Linked DNA regions of Sus scrofa: all the other regions are linked to region 1. A link is a contact called in public Hi-C and promoter capture Hi-C data. All regions are on one chromosome and are shown on one strand. The core of a region is the stretch at or near the end of the contact, and the rest is flanking DNA. Distances in the headings are between cores, read along the strand shown.

Region 1 (2,700 bases), core at 123-2,622:
GGTTTGGGTCACTGTTGTGTAGGTTCCACCCCTGGCCCAGGAACTTCCACAGGTGCAGCCAAAAAATAAAATGAGTTTCTATATCCTTAATGCCTGAGGCAGGAGGACGTTTGTTCACTCTTTAAAATTTGTCCCAAACCTGTAAGCAGTGACACGCCAGTAGTAATGAGCACACTGAGTATCCACATTTTGATTTCTAAACACCATTCTTGGATCCGGTGTTGCCGTGAGCTGTGGTGTAGGTCACAGACACGGCTCAGATCTGGCATTGCTATGGCTCTGGTGCCCTCAGCTTCAGCTCCAATTCGACCTGCAGCCCGGGAACCTCCATGTGCTGGGTGTGCAGCCCTAACAAGACAAAAAATAAACACCATTCTCCAGGAAAAGCAACGAGGGGGTCCTTGGAGCAATAGCTGGAGCAAATAGAAGGGGAACCTGCACAGTCTTACTGTGTTGGAAAGAACAAGCACAAAGATGTTGGATTAGTGTCCGTAACACAGGACCTGGCTTGACTAGGCTTCACGGGCTAAACTGACGGAGGGGAGTAAGAAATTGACCAGAGAGAATAATGTATTAAATATAGAATATTTTAAAGGTCCGTGAGTCTCAAAAAGGGCGGGGAGGAATCTCTTATTTACTGAGGAATGGCAGTTAATTAACTCAGATAATAGATAATGACAGAACTGAGAAAAAGCACAATTTTGCAAACACCTATGTAACCCATCCAGGTAAGAATGATGCTAAAACCATTGAGTGAAAGGTTGATTGAGAACAGGATATTCACATGATCTTAATGGATCACCCCCAGAGAGTCTCTATTAATTACAAATGGAAAACGGTACCATTCCCTGGAGAAAGAGGACACACACCATCTTGATCAAGTGATCAAGCCCTCACATCACCAATAACGACGTCCACTGATTGGCATTATGTGCTTCTGCTGTGATACAAAGGTAAGAACATTCTGCTAAAAACTTTAACCTGAATCTAACGGGGGAGTGGGAGTGGGAGGAGGCGGAGGCGGCGGGCTCTTCAAAAGAAATTGGAGCGAACAAAAGATAAAGTGCGACTTGGGGGTGGAGCCCTATTTGGAACAGCCGAGTAAATGAATAGTGTGCCAACAATTTTGCAGCAATGTCAAATCTCTCGGGTATGAAAATGGCACCGATGTCATGTAGGATAACGCCTTTGTTCCTAGGAGATACCTACTAAAGTGCTTGGGATAGATCTCTGCAGCTCAATTTTAAAAGGAACAGAAACGCCTCAAGCTCCCGACCACAGGATTTGCGGTACACACGCCCTCTCGCTGAGATTTATTTCGCGCAGCTGGAGGATCAGATTGGGCGCCTCGAGGCGGAAATACGCAACGGCAGTTTCCGGTGACCGCAGAGGCGTCCAAAGCAGCAGAATGGAGGAGGTACCGCACGGTGAGCGCGCGGAAGCGGGGGTTGGGGGAGTGGCGGGACTGACAAGACAGGAGCCACTTGAATGGTGATCTTTTCTCCGTGCAGACTGTCCCGGGACCGGCAGTGCCCAGGCGGGTCGAGGGGCTTCATGTCAGGGGTGTCCGAACCAGCGGCTATGCGCTTCTGGAGCTGGTGCCGCGCCGGACCCGGGTAAGCAAGGGCGCGACTTGAACAGGAAGGGGACATCGCTGTCCCGGAAGAGGCGGGGCGTGTGGGTGGGGGTGGTTATGGGTTGGGGACCTGAAGGTTGAGTGACAGGGGCAGGGCCCAGGGAGGCGAAACGAGGAAGCGTCTTCAGAGTAAGGGGCGGGGCTTTAGGAATGAGTGACAGGAGCGAGACCCAGAGGGGCGGGGCACTTTAAAGGCGGGGAACATTGGGCGGATGGCTTCTGATACCTTGTCTGGGTGGAATCCAGAGGGGTTTTAGCAGGGCTGCCGGTGAGGGGTGGGTGGGGCCAGAGGTTTGAGTGACAGTAACTAGAAGTGGTCGGGAGGAGGCGGTCACCCCAAGGAACCGGGAGTGATTGAAGTTGGGTAGTTAGGGCTTAAATCTTAGCTTCACCAGCTGCTCTCTTTGGACAAACTTTTCCTTCTTTTGAGGAGCGATTCTTCCATTAATTCAACAAAAGTACGTGTCAATCACTTGAAGGCGCGGTGCTCCATGCTGGGGAATCAGTTGTGAAAGAGGTAGATGAGATCACTAGGGAAAGTGTGTTTAATAGGGGAGACCCACAGTAACCACATCAGCACAGTAGTAAATACTGCGAAAGAGAAACTGAAGAGTGAGAGCCTACTGAGATCTTAAAAAGCAGGCTAGGGGAAGAATTTTGAAGGAATTCAAAGAGAGACGCGGGTTTGATTCTTGGGACCACTGCACATAGTGTGACTGTGCAACAGTCTTAACCTTTTTGAGCCTCCATTCCCTCATCAAAAATGGAGAAAAAAATAGGAGTTTCTGTCATGGCTCATCGGAAACAAATCCGACTAGTATCCATGAGGACGCTGGTTTGTTCCCTGACCTTGCTCAGTTGGTTGCGGACCTGGCGTTGCCATGAGCTGAGGTGTCTGTCGCAGACATGGCTTGGATCCCGAGTTGATGTGGCTGTGGTGCAGGCTGGCAGCTGCATCTCCAATTCGACCCCTAGCCTGGGAACTTGCATATGTCACGGGTGGGGCCCTAAAAAGGACAAAAAAAAAAAAAGAAAGAAAAAATCAAGCATTGTGTTTAGGATTT
Region 2 (2,700 bases), core at 174-2,673, 170 kb before region 1:
GCTTTATGTGGGATCTCAGTTCCCAGACCAGGGACTGAACCCGGGCCACAGGAGTGAAAGCTGAAAGCACCCAATCCTAACCACTGGACCACCAGGGAACTCCATCCATTTCTTCTCCCCCTGCCCCCGATCATTTTTTAACACCTATGTATCTGTTGTTAACCTTTCTTAGTTAGGAAAGAGCAGTCCTAGGGCTCAAAACCTCCTGCAAACAACCATTTGAAATATGCATTTAATAACATTCTTATTTTTAATCATATCTAGTTTTTAACTGGGTCACTTATGACAAAAAATGTTGATCTTCAATTTACTTTATAAATTTGTAGTTTGAAATAAATTGTATTTATTTTTTCTTTTGAATGAATGCATTTATATTAAAAAAAAAGTAGATTTAAGGAAAAATGTTCAGTGAATAGTGCAGGATGTACACACCTACCAGCAAAAAGCGTGTAGACGAGGTATGGGCCATAAAGCTTAGGATACACTGGCTTAGCCGTAGGTAGATAGAGAACTGGGCTTCTGATGGGATTTAGCAGGTATTTGACAGCCCAGTATCTGAAGGTCCTCCCTTTGTCTGGAGAATTCCCTTCCTTCTGAGTCTCTGGTTGGTTTGCAAAACTTACCTCCTACTGTAAAAACAGACAATACTGGAGTTCCCATCGTGGTGCAGCAGTTAACAAGCCCGACTAGAATCCATGAGGATGCGGGTTTGATCCCTCACTCAGTGGGTTAAGGATCCGGCCTTGCCGTGAGCTGTGGTGTAGGTCGCAGATGCGGCTCGGATCCCTCATTGCTGTGGCTCTGGCATAGGCAGGTGGCTACAGCTCCGATTAGACCCCTAGCCTGGGAACCTCCACATGCCGCGGGAGCGGCCCTAAAAAGATCAAAACAAAACAAAACGAACAATACTGACAATGCCTGCTAATCATCTCCCAGCCTCCCTTGCAGTGAGGCCAAGGTCATGTGACCCAGACATCATCAATCAGATGCACTGTGCCTGGCTTTGAATCTAAAGCTGTAGGGGTAGGAATTCCCTGGTAGCTCGGAGGGTTAAGGAACCAGCATTATCACTGCTGTGGCTCGGGTTCGATCCCTGGCCTGGGAACTTCCACAGGTCTAGGGTGCTGCCAAAAACAAAAAATAAAATTTTAAATTAAAAAACTTTAAAGACATATGGGTGGCACGGATACAGATCAAGTCCTTGGTATAAGTGCCACCACCTTGTGTGGTTTCCTTACCAAAGAGTGTTCTGAGAAGAAATATGAGGCAATGGGGGTGGGGCTGGGGGTAGTGACCTGATTTCCTTTTAATAAATTCCTTTTCTGTGTACATTAGCCAGAGACACTGTTGCTTGCAGCTAAGGACCCTGACTGACACTACATTTGGGTGCTACAAGCCACAGGCACAGGTGGCAGCACAGAGGGCAGCCGGGATCTGCGGTTCCAGCCTGGGAAGCAGGGGCCCTGGCTTTGCTATTGCAAAACATTTGGTTTACACCAAGGTTTGGCAAACGTTCTGTAAAAGGCCAGCTAGTAAATGTTTCACATGTGGGTCCGTATGGTCTCTTTTTCGGCAACTCAACCCTGACTTTGAAAGCAGCCTTGAGCAATATGCAAATTAGCAGGTGGCTGCAGGCCAGTAAAACTTCGTTTACAAAATCCAGTGGTGGGCTGGACATGGACCGCGGTTTAACCCTGGTTTAAACTCTTCCCTAATCCGTACCAGCCAGTGACCAGTGAATGTTCTCAGTTTCAGAAAAACTTGTAGAAACACATCAGGATGTTGCCAGGTTCACCTTCACAGAGGCTTCAGTAAGCCGCTACAAGAAGTCGATCACTGGCCAGGATGGTTCATTTAATGACCAAAATGGAAGATAGCATGGCTTTACTGAGGTTCTTTCTGCCCGAGGCTTGTAATCTAAACTGGTGGAGCATCTAATGGTCTGGAGATTTACAGGGACAGGCAAGTCCAGTTCTAGCCAGAGGCTGGTAAACTTTATTTGTAAAGTAAAATTGTAAGTATTTTAGGTGTTACAGGCCACATTAGGTCTTTGCGGCATATTCTTCTCTGCCTTTCTTATAATGTTAAGACTGAAAAAGCACTCTTGGCTTGAGGGCCACAAAAAAGGCAAGACTTTGGCCAGCAAGCCAGTAGTTTGCTCCACCTGGCTCTAGACTAAAGATCCATGTTGCGGAGGCAAAAAGCTGAGCAGAAGAGAGGATACATGGGATTCAGAAAGAGACCTTCCAGGCAGAGGACCAGCCTGGGGACATAGCTTGGGTCAAGGGCTGGGAGGCAGGAATTCTCAGGTTCAAAGATGAGGTCCACTTTCTATAAGACAGGAAAGCAAACACCACCCAGCTACTCTGTCACTGGATTCCTGAGTGTCAACATTTGTGTGACAATAAATGTTTGTTGTTTAAAAAAGCAATCCAGGAGTTCCATCATGGCTCAGTGGTTAACGAATCCGTCTAGGAACCATGAGGTTGCGGGTTTGATCCCTGGCCTCTCTCAGTGGGTTAAGGATCCGGCCTTGCCGTGAACTGTGGGGTAGGTCGTAGACAGCTTGGATCCTGCATTGCTGTGGCTCTGGTGTAGGCTGGCAGCTACAGCTCCGATTAGACCCCTAGCCTGGGAACCTCCATATGCCGCAGGAGCAGCCCTAGAAAAGGCAAAAAGACAAAAAAATTAAAAATAATA
Region 3 (2,700 bases), core at 65-2,564, 170 kb after region 1:
CAAGGTCACCATCAAGACAGGTTAAGGATGGGGGGAGGAGTTGACAGGTCTGCCTTAAATGGATTTGGGTGCAAAGGCTTTTCCCACAAGTTTTGGCACTTGGTACTATGGCTAACCAAGATGCCACTTAGGTCCTGCCTCCCTTCCCTTCTTCACCAGCTGTAAGCCTTGCTAAGGGGAAGCTTTCCTGCCCTAAGAGTCTCAAAAGAGTCCAGCCATTCCTGGCATCCAAACAGACCTAGGGGAAGTGGATGGAGGAATCAAAAGTCTGGGGTAGGGTTGTGTGTCCGGCTTGGGATGCCTCCCTCTTCCTAGCCAGCGCCCCAACCCGCCCTCATCCTGCGCAGAGAGGGCACTTACAGGCCTTGGAGGCCGGAGAGGGCCTCGTCCTGGGGGTCCCATCCCTGGCCTGACGGTGCCCTCAACCAGCAGCGGCAGCATGATCTAGGCGCTGGTCCAGGTCGAGGGTTGCGGGTCGTAGGGGGAGCGGGGGACAGCAGCCAAGCCTACTCCAAGTAACCATCGAAGACGTCGAGCTCCGAATCGGCATCGTAGAGGCCCGAGCCGGGGTCAGAGAGCACGCCGAGGTCCACGAGCGCCTGGTCCATGTCCTCGGGCAGGAAGACTAGGCCCACGTTAAGGACGATGTACTCCATGAGAAAGGCGTAGTATAGGATCAGCACATTGACGAAAAAAAGGCCCACGTAGAACATAGAGGGTAGCAGCGGCGGCGGCACGGAGGGGACCAGGGGGCCCAGCGCGTCCAGGTGGGCCGCGACCCGGGCGCCGGGCATGCAGGGGGCGGCGAGGGCGGCAGCAGCCCGGCGATCTCAGCGAGCTCAGCCGCTGCGGCGCCCGGCCAGCCGGCGAGCGGGCAGCTCAGCCATCCAGGGCCGCCCCGGGGCTGGCCGAGGCGGCGCTGGGCCCCGGCGGTGCCCCGGGGGATGTGCGTTGGCCCCTGCAGACGCACCCGGGCCCCCGAAACGTGCCAGGCGGGTCACCCCACCCCCAGAGGTGCCCACACGGCCCTGTAGATCTGCCCAGCGGTCAGGCGGATCCCCCTGAAGTAGCCGGCGGCTGCCCGGCTCCTCCGATGTGTCCCGCTCGCGCTCACGGGCCCTCGCAGCGCCTGCGGGGACCCTCGCCGCGGGTCATCTCAAGGGCCAGTCCCGGCGGCGGTCTCTTCAGCCGCGCCCAGCCGTTCCTCGAGCCCTCTCCGCGCCCCCGAAGGCCCAGCGCCCATAGCTGCGGCCGCCGCGTCGCTCTCCTGGTCGCATTCCGAGCACCGCCTCCGGAGCAGCCCCGCGCTGATTGGCCCGCCGCCCCAGCCTGCGCTGATTGGTAACCTCAAAGCCAACACTGATTGGCCCGAGCCGTCAGATGGGCGGGTACCTCCGCGCTCCGCCCCTCGAGGTGCTGGCTGCTGAGTTTCTTTCCTAGTTCCGGACTCAGAGCAGATCTGGAATACAATTTTCTCAGTGAATCCGCGACGGAGTAGGGGGAAGGGAAAGAGTTAGAACACATTTCAAACCTAGACGTATCCTAAGGCTACCAAAACTGAGGGAAACCTTGGTTTCATTAGCACCTGCTGGATTTGAGTATTGGCGCCAAGCCTTTTTGGGAGTCAATTTACCAGTTGAAAAAAGAGGCAGGGTCGGGGCGGTGGACCTTACCAGTGAAAATTTTGGATTTCCCTGAAGTGGCAAATTGTCCTCGGTGGGGAAGATCGACCAGTCCCCTTCATCTCTCCAAATTCTGGCTGCTGGAAGGTCCAGCCCCGCGGTACGGGGCGGGATGGGAGTGGGGGGAATCTGCGTAATAAGGCAGGTCAGGTCTGCAGCAGGAGAATTGCTTCTTGTTTTTACTTTGAGAAACTTGTTTTAAAGCAGTAATAATGCACGTGGTTTTAACCAAGAAATACACAGAAAAGTAATTTCCCTCTGATTCCCCTCCTCAGGGGCAACACCTGTACATCCACCAAGCAACTGATCTTGCCCAAAGCACCCTCCAAAGCAGTTAAGCAGGCCACACTGAGCTGGGTGCTTTACATGCATTGCTTAATTGCAGCCAGATGGGGAAGTGTAGTATGTCATCCCTTTCTACAGACGAGAAAACTGAGAAACAGAAGGACTCTGGAAGCTTCTGGGCCTGTGGGTGTTTGGAGGACAGAACCTGCCCTATTTTCTCCATGACTGTCTCTTGCTCCTTTAGGTGAACTGCAGAGCAAACCATTAATCCTCCAACTGGTGAAAATGAAACAAACTGTCATTCATTTATTCACTCTGCCAACACTTGTTGAACACCTATTATGTGCCAAACTTTGTGCTAGGCATTGGGGAGAACATTGGCTTCTTAGTCCAATTCTGTCCTAAGCGACACAGTAGACCTTTGATAACTATGAGGTGTAGAAATGAATACATAGGAAAAAAATTGCCTCCACAAAATTTCTCCCTCCTAATCCAGAAGAGAAATGTAGATACATCTTGGCTGGTGTAGGAAGCTGGGTATTTCCTTATTTTTAAAAACGTGGTTGTTTTGGAAATGGTATGGATTTTGGGTGAAGACCAGAGAACTCTGAAAGTACAGGACGTTCAATTTTGGTACATTGTTGCTTGAAGGCCTTTCAATATTTATTTTTTAATTTTAGTAGAAAAAGAAAAGTTGTGAGGATAATTCAGACTGTTACCAATTTGGTGCAGT

What was found. Promoter capture Hi-C pulls out the DNA fragments that hold promoters and counts their contacts. Hi-C and Micro-C count contacts between places; a contact is called where the count stands out from the background.
Region 2: a Hi-C map of liver shows a contact between it and region 1, with 4 times the contacts expected there. A contact is called at or near these places in 5 of 5 promoter capture datasets (fetal liver, fetal skeletal muscle, liver and 1 more), 35 of 47 Hi-C or Micro-C datasets (adipocytes, adipose tissue, alveolar macrophages and 18 more) and 1 of 2 datasets of targeted methods (skeletal muscle).
Region 3: a promoter capture Hi-C map of liver shows a contact between it and region 1, with 7 times the contacts expected there. A contact is called at or near these places in 4 of 5 promoter capture datasets (fetal liver, fetal skeletal muscle, liver and 1 more), 8 of 47 Hi-C or Micro-C datasets (embryonic fibroblasts, fetal skeletal muscle, liver and 3 more) and 2 of 2 datasets of targeted methods (alveolar macrophages and skeletal muscle).

The regions. Positions count from the first base shown.
Region 1 is chr3:32,330,474-32,333,173 of Sscrofa11.1, reverse strand. NUBP1 (nucleotide binding protein 1) reads left to right here and starts at 1,372. Exons shown (of 11, transcript NM_001243382.1): 1 at 1,372-1,427; 2 at 1,512-1,616. The coding sequence starts at 1,409.
Region 2 is chr3:32,496,509-32,499,208 of Sscrofa11.1, reverse strand. No RefSeq gene overlaps it. Among named protein-coding and RNA genes, the nearest start is that of EMP2, 47 kb to the right of the region's middle.
Region 3 is chr3:32,158,836-32,161,535 of Sscrofa11.1, reverse strand. It overlaps DEXI (dexamethasone-induced protein), which reads right to left and starts at 1,314. Exons shown (of 2, transcript XM_003124598.4): 1 at 361-1,314. The coding sequence starts at 794. The coding sequence ends at 507.